2 separate regions of the Columba livia genome follow, and region 2 is linked to region 1. The links are chromatin contacts, called in public Hi-C maps. All regions are on one chromosome and are shown on one strand. The core of a region is the stretch at or near the end of the contact, and the rest is flanking DNA. Distances in the headings are between cores, read along the strand shown. Region 1 has its middle 19 kb from the start of NTAQ1. Region 2 overlaps ANXA13 (annexin A13).

Evidence for each region. Hi-C and Micro-C count contacts between places; a contact is called where the count stands out from the background.
Region 2: a Hi-C map of liver shows a contact between it and region 1, with 6 times the contacts expected there. The contact joins two enhancer-like sites. A contact is called at or near these places in 2 of 2 Hi-C or Micro-C datasets (crop and liver).

The regions. Positions count from the first base shown.
Region 1 is chr2:149,907,283-149,911,268 of bColLiv1.pat.W.v2, reverse strand. No RefSeq gene overlaps it. Among named protein-coding and RNA genes, the nearest start is that of NTAQ1, 19 kb to the right of the region's middle. Within about 2 kb of position 2,203, at least 1 of the 3 cell types and tissues checked has an H3K27ac peak away from gene starts, as active enhancers do.
Region 2 is chr2:149,987,482-149,991,467 of bColLiv1.pat.W.v2, reverse strand. It overlaps ANXA13 (annexin A13), which reads left to right. Exons shown (of 11, transcript XM_005507283.3): 10 at 323-435; 11 at 1,615-1,749. The coding sequence ends at 1,734. Among named protein-coding and RNA genes, the nearest start is that of KLHL38, 6.1 kb to the right of the region's middle. Within about 2 kb of position 2,292, at least 1 of the 3 cell types and tissues checked has an H3K27ac peak away from gene starts, as active enhancers do.

The DNA of each region.
Region 1 (3,986 bases), core at 954-3,453:
AACGGCTCGGAGCGCGGAGCTGGGGCGCTGCCATTCCAGCAGCCAAGCTGGGGCGGTGGGAAGCACGCCGCCACAATTGCATACTGACAAGAAGGGAAGGCTGAGGTAACTACCATCTTCTTACTGTGTAGGCTGTTTAAAAAAAAAATAAATAACATATAATGATCCCTGCGTTATTGCAGTGTTTGGGTTCCAGATATAGCCTTGCATGGGAAGGCCGGCATGACGCTGAATGAGGCCAAATGAGCATTTCCTGCTTTTAAGTATAATCATATAATGTCAGGAATCCAGCTCGTCGGAAACACCCTGCTCACCTCCCTCTGCACCAGCACGACACTCAAAATGAGCTCCAGGTGAATAATGCCGCTTCACGTGGATTTGTGAGTGACAGTTCACAGCTCAGGTCCTTTCGGTGCTTATTTTTATCGCTATAAAACGAAGCTTGGTACGCCTCTTGCCTAGGAAGTGGCTCAGCTCACTCAGAAGCTCAGGGACTTGCCAGGGGCCTGAGATAACTAAGTTAGATTTGTTTTAGCTGCCCTCAGTATCCAAGGTATTTCCTACTGTAAGTATAAGGAAACATTGAGGGTACTTAAGCAACCATATTTGTTTATCTTAGGTCAAACTGGAGAGATTTTCCAGAACCACTACTGCAGCTGCATTTAACTTGTTGAAAGGCTGCATCTGTATGGAGAGCTTTGCTTCTGACTCCATGATCACAAACAAAGACCTTCGTCAGGAGCCGAGCTCCACCGGGAAGGGTACACACAGCTGCTGAGCAAACCTGAGCAGATGTCTCCAGACACTCACTAACCTTGGCCTCAACTGGGCGAACTCCTGCATAAGGAAGAAGCCAGAAGAGAGAAGAAAATCACCAGCATTCCCTCCCTCAAATTTCTGAGTAGGTAATTACCTGAAGAGAGACAGATGTCCAGACAGGTTTCACCTCAAGAGGAGATGAGATTCTCCAAGCCTGCAAATCCAAAGTGTCATAGGAGGGCAACCCCACCAAACTTGGAGCCATCTGCTCAGCCAGGTGATGCATGAAGCGATGCTCTGCGGGTCATCCCTTCTGGCAGTGTGGCTCCTGCTAGTTGTGGGGACAGTCACCACCTGGGTCATGGATGGTGTCTCAGTAATGGTTCTGCAAGGCATCTGGTGGGAGGTAACTGTGACTACTGCTGAGACACGGTGGGATTTTCACACCTTCCTATTCCCTGCTACAGCTTTCTCATGTCATCCAGTCTACAACCCGTGTTTGCTGAAAAGACAGGGGAAAAAATTAGGAAAAAAAAAACAAGAAAATTTGGACCAAAATAATTCCAACAAAAGAACAGCATACCCCAGAGATGGACATTTTACAGCAGGTGTTTGGAGAACAACAGTGCTGCAGAGCACACGTGAGGCTCTGGTTCGACAACGCAGGGCTGAGGAGAGGAGGTCACACAGGTCAGAATGTCCCAACCTGGGCTCTCATCCTACTAGAATCTGATTCATACAAATGCACCCCAGTGCCTCCCTGCAGCTTATTTTACAGCTCGGGTCAGATTGCAGTGTCCCAGGTACCTAAATTAAGCCCCTGAAATCCATATATTGATAGAGAAACAATTAGTCTGAAATTCTAAGGTGTCACACACCCATTTTTATAGAGAGTATGAATGCTGAACAGACCCCCCCAAAGCTGATAGGTGGTTTGACGATGCTGACATAGAGCCCTCCATGCGCAGGAAGGCCTTGCACTGATGTTAGACTCAGGCAGTTGAGGGCAATACATAACCCATTAGTTGCAACCTTGCAAGATCTTGCAATTATCTTGACAGCATTGCTGTCAGAATGATGTTTTTTGAGCTGTAACAGCTAGCGGCGGGGCCGGGCGCAGGAGAACAACTCCAGCCGAGTGTCCCAACCCGCGCGTCCACCGAATGCTGACTGCTCTCTCTGCTGGACAACCGAGAAATGGTATCTTCTACAGACAGACCTGCTCACGTCTAAGTTTGCAAAAATGTGCTGAATGAGCAAATGCGTGTGAAAAAAAAGAAGTGGTTGTTTGCTGTTTTTTTCTGAAGTCCCAAACAGCCAAATAGAAGAGGTTAGTTATCAAATCGACTATATTCCTAACTAGAAAGCAGCAGCAAAGAGAAGAAGGCAGGAGAGGTGTGGGTGTCCTATCCCATGCTGTAGCTTACTGCGTCAGTTGTAGAATCATAGAATAGTTTGGGTTGGAAGGGACCTTCAAAGGACATCTAGTCCAACCCCCCCACAATGAACAGGGACATCTTCGACCACATCAGGTTGTTCAGAGCCCTGTCCAGCCTGACCTTGAATGTCTCCAGTGCTGGGGCATCTGTCTCTAGCTTGATGGATGTGAGAGGAACTGCCTGTGAGATAGGATGTCCTCCCGTTATGACTATAAGACTATCAAGGTCTTGTGTTACAACGCTGAGAAGTGTTGGAGACTTTCCAGCGGCCAACAGAAGTCAGAAGCTGGGAGACCATGGGATTGTGAGTAACTGACCTGAGGGCAGGGAAGGTTTCTTCTTGCTTTGTTCAATGCCTGACTGAAGGGTGACCTAGTCCAAAACACCACTGCACAAGGGCTCTCATCGTATCAATACTGTAACAAACTGGACAACAGATAGACTTCACTGTGCGAGAAGACAAGGTAAAGAAGGTTGAAAGTGAACGGAAAGCTAAGCTGCAGTAAGAAATCATAGTACTGAAAGTATGAATGAGCAGCACATCTTCATGCTGAACACAACAGAACATCTTCTGGACACAAAAAAGATTAAAAGTCTCAAAGGCTATTGACAGCATGGAGTACATGTGAGCACATGCCAATCCTGCTGTTCCACTGCACCCCAGCAATCCAGTCCTGCAGCAATGTCAAAGCTTTCACATTGTTTTACATCTCACAGCAGCATGAGCCCAGCTTGGAGCTGTACCTGAAGACCACGGAGTCCTGCTTTGCCATATGGTGTACCCCATATGTATGTAAATCTGTGGTATAAAGTCATTTGAATACTAAGTCGCTAGTCTTATGAGGAGTGTCTGAGGGAACTGGGGCTGTTCAACCTGGAGAAAAGGAGGCTGAGGGGAGACCTTATCACTGTCTGCAACTACCTGAAAGGAGGTTGTAGCATGGAGGGGGTTGGTCTCTTCTCCCAAGTAACAAGTGACAGGACAAGAACAAACGGACTCAAGTTGTGCCAGGGCAGGTTTATACTGGTTATTAAGAAAATTTCTTCACAGAAAGGGTTGTCAGGCGTTGGAACAGGCTGCCCAGGGAAGTGGTGGAGTCGCCATCCCTGGAGGTGCTTAAAAGACGTGTAGATGAGGTTCTTAGGGACACGGTTTAGCGCCAGTGTTAGGTTAACAGTTGGACTTGATGGTCTTGATGGTCTCTTCCAACTGAAATGATTCTATGATTAAGTGTTTAAACACATCAATGATCGCAGAACTGATAATTAGTGATGTCTGGCAGTGAAAGCCCCTCCTCGCCATCAGCTTTACAAACAGTGGCAGCTCTTTGTTTGAACTTGTGACGCATGCTGCTGCTGCAGTAACTCGGCGAAGAGGCTCTCAACAAATTTTGCTTTTCTGCCTGCAACTTACGGTGGTGCTCAGTGAATAAACCATGCTGGCTGGGCCACCTCACGCATCAGTCTGAGGTGACAGCAGAAAGGTTAAGCACAGCAAGTTCCCCTAAAGAGCCAGGATGCAGGTTAGTTGGAGAAAGGAGCAAATAGGGGAGGAAATTCACCTCTGTCCTACTGATGGGACACCAAGGCTCATCAGCATTACAAAAAGGGCTGGTCTCTTCCAATTATGGTGAAGCAAGTAGTTCCTCCTTATATTAGGGGCCCTAAATGAGCATGAGAAAAATGGTTGTGAGTGTTCTCCTTCTTAGCAGCCTCAATCCTGAAACTAGATTAAACCAGGCAAATTCTTGTGTCTGAGCCTCACTAAAGGGAGCATGTCATGGATTT
Region 2 (3,986 bases), core at 1,043-3,542, 80 kb before region 1:
TGGGCAAGAGGAACTCCAGAGGGATAAACGCTTTTTCTCATTCATTTCAGTTTCCCTGTGGAATGACAGAGCACTCGGTGCTGATCACTGTGTAAAATGCTTTACCTGTGGAGAAATGTACGTCCCTGTTCAGACTCCAAGACTTCTCCTTGCATACTGATAGGGGACCAGCCACAGAATGAAAGCCGTGCCAGCTCGTATGTCTGAGTGTAAACTCTAGAGAGTTTCCTCTGTTTCTTCACTATTTATTTCCTTCTCATTGAAGATGTATCACAAAATGTAAATATACAAATATAATGAAGTGTCTTATTGTATTTTCTAGTCAGCTGTGCCAAAGACTGCCCAGGTTACTTCGCCACACTTCTGCACAAGTCGATGAAAGGAGCTGGGACTGATGAAGAGACCTTGATTCGCGTCCTTGTGACCAGGGCTGAGGTAGGGTACCCCGTGATCTGTAGTACCTCACATGAGCTCTGGGATAAATACAAATGTAGAGGGTATGGAGTGAGTCCTGGTACGTCATGTGCTCAGTCAACCCATTTCAGCACAATGACATCAGTGGCCATACTCTGCATTTGTACCCAGGCAACTCTAATTTTGATATTGCATATATTTCTGCTTTCAAAAGAACTAAACCAGAAAGCATACAGGCAATCTCAAGTGGAGTCAACTGTAACTGCTTAAAACTAACCCATGGGGAGGTCTGGCCCCAGCAGGAGGTGTAAAAGTAAATTCCTAGTTAAGCAATGATAAAGCAGCAGTTCTCAAATTGAGAATTTCTTATAAACATATGTTGCTAATTGTCTCTGGTTCCAGCTGGGAAAAACAGATGGGGAGGAGGGGAGAAAAATGAGGAGCCAAAGGAGATAATTGTCATTTTAAAAAGCAGAAAACTGTACAAGACATTTGAGATCTTAAACACAGTCTTTAAGTTTTTCTTCCTTGTAAGCTGTGTAGGCTGTAACCCCAGGGCTGTTTCAGTCTTGACAAAGAGGAGGAGTCAGTCACAGGGAAGAGGAGAGTATATTTCTCAATGACTGGCAGTGTGAGAAATGAAGCTCCAGGGCAATCTCTCTGTCAAGACACAGTCCAACCATGATAACATTTAAACCCTCCCAGTGATATAGATCAGAACTGTGCCATGAGTGCCTTTTCATGGGAAAGCTCCAGACAAGGCATTTAATTCTTCCCCATAGTAACTAGAAAACTACTTCTGTGGGTAGAACTAAGCTGTTTTAGCTATACTCCTGGAAGTGCCTCTTTCCCCGCTTGCCACCACGGACTGGTCTCAGGAGCTTGCAGCGATCTGTGCGAGTTTGTCCAGTACCAAGCACTGGGCAGAGGTGCCCCGGCCACCCTGGTACAGCTCTCCACACAGGCCCATACCCCTCTCTGCGGCTCGTGTCCCCTCACCACACCATCTGACATGGGCTTACCTCAAATCCAAATGTTAAGCTAAAAGTCCTCCAAGAGTTCTAGACCTCCTGCTTTTTCCTCTCCTCCTCCCACCAGGTGTGGTGGACCTTGGATCAGACCCCAAGGGTGCTGGTAAGACAGGGCATATTGCTCAAAGCACGTCCCACTCTCCTAACGAGGCTCTTGGTGTCTCCTCAGAGTGACCTGCCAGCAATAAAGGAGAAGTTCCAGCAAATGTACAAGAAGTCGTTAGCTGAAGCTGTCCGATCTGATACCTCTGGGGACTTCAGAAAGTTGCTGCTGGCTATTTTGCACTAAAAAGCCATCGAGAATGAAGAGGCATGCTGAGCAGCCACCTCTTGATTAGTTTCCAAAATAGCATGCAAAAAATGTGGCATTAGCACAAAGAAAAAAATCCAATTTATTTTCTTTCCAGCTGGGAAATGTGTTGCCAAGTAATGCTGGATGTGAGGTTTGTGTTATGGCTATCTCACAAAATGTCCTTAAGCAATAAAGGCATGTTAAAAAAAACTAAATCTAAATTGACCTCTTTGCATTTGTATATGTGAAAGAATCTTTTGTCATTGTTTCTTCTGAGTAGACTTGCTGTCTTTCGTTCTGAAGATAAGCTCTGTTCTTTCCCCAGTTTGATGAGTCCCATGTCATGCCTTTACAGTCCTGCCAAGAGAAAATGGATAGTAATTTCTTCCCAGCCCATTATCGCAGCTCTTTAAACAACCTGAGGGCTGTAAATTAATGATTTAAGTCAGGCCCTGATTAAAATCCTGCTATCAACAGGGAAGGTCAGAATGATTTCTCTGTCTGTGAGTTGCCCTCTCAGCATAGTCACCTCCTAAGTTATCCCCTGAAGGAGATAAGGACTTGCAGCCCCCATCAGCACCAGCTCCTGAGATGTGGTAGGAGCATAGCTGGGAAAGAGATGGGGCGTTGTGAGGTGGACCTGTCAGGCAGGGAAATGCTGTTCCCACAGAGGCAAACATGACCTCAGGACAGCTGCATGGTCTCCATCCTTGGGGGTTTCTGAGATCTGACTGGATAAAACCCTGAGCAACCTGGTCTGATCTCATGGTTCACTCTGCTTGGAGCAGGAGGTTGAACTAGAGACCACCAGAGGTCCCTTCCTCCCTGGATTATCCTAAAATCCTATAATCCTATGAGAGAAAAAGTAGATGACAAATAACGTGACAGGGCTGACAAATAAGAGAGTCTGTGTCAAGGAGAAGGACTTGTAAGCATCTCTGTGTCTGACCCCTTCCCCCTTTTGAGTGCCCTGCTCTGCAAGGGGAAGGGTCTTTCAGACTGAGATCCTCTGAGGTGTGGTGGCTGATGGCCTCTAATTCCCATTGAAAACATTATTTCTGAAGCACTGGATGTCTGTTTCCCTGCTTGTATGAGTGCTACAGCAGTAGTACCTGGCCATCTAGTTACAGTTTGTGAAGATGGGGCAAAATAAATGGAAAATGGGAGAGATTGAGGGCTTTTAAGAACGGTCATCTGTGTGTCACACAGATGTAAAAGGGTGTTCTGACATTTTAGAGGCCTGATCTTCCTTTGACAACATTTCTAGCAACCTGAAAATATCAGGGGCAGATCCTGTACCTGAAGTGAACCATCTGATTCCAGATTCGCCTTTATCAAAGGTATTTTAATGTTCAGACCCAGAAAGAGAAGAGCAGTGCAGGATCTGCACATCTTCTCGTTGCTGTTGCCATGGGGCTCTTGTAACCAGAAACCATAGAAAGGATAGATGAATAATCTGCTTAGGTGTCCAGTGTTCCTGGTGATATTTCATCCTCCAGAGGTCACACTGTATGTTCAGTCCGAGATAAGCTGGCAGATACCCATTCTCAAATGACATCATTTGAAGAAAAAGCCAGCGGTGTCTGAAATGCACATGAAGGAGCTGTTTTAGGCAAAGGATTTGTTTTAAAATATTCCAACAAGAGTGCTCAAAGCTATATGAGTGGTTTCTGCGAAAGCTCTAGAAGCTCAGCACACTTTAAACCCAGCTATGTCCTTATTTAATGTGAAGCACTTAGCTTTGGCAGCCAAATTTCTTTTTGCCTGAAGACTGTTTTAATTAACGCTAGTAGGTCATTCTAACTAAAGAAGGAGGAGTACAATCGCTTTCATCTTAATCTTTCACTCTTTAATTAGAGATTGGCCTGAAACCAAGCCAGGAGCCCACACATCTTCACAGCCACACATACTGCGCCAAACTCATTATTGAATTACATGCTATATCTCTCTATCTGTACACAACACCAACAGTGGTGGCAGTGACACCTGTGAAGTTGCTCTGTTTTTCCAATACTGTAGGATTAAAACTTGTCTCTGTGCCTCTATAAAACAAGTTCAGGTCAGGGGTTCAAAATTCAAGTTCAGATTTCAAGACCAGAGGTAGTCTGTTACCTCACCTGCAAAATCAGAACCAAACCCAGATTTGATCAAGTCTTAAGCTAAGCCTTAGTTCAGAATTAAGTATCATAACAACGTGAATGACAGATGTGGTGATGGGACACAGGGAAATCATGTTTGCTAAGCAGCTA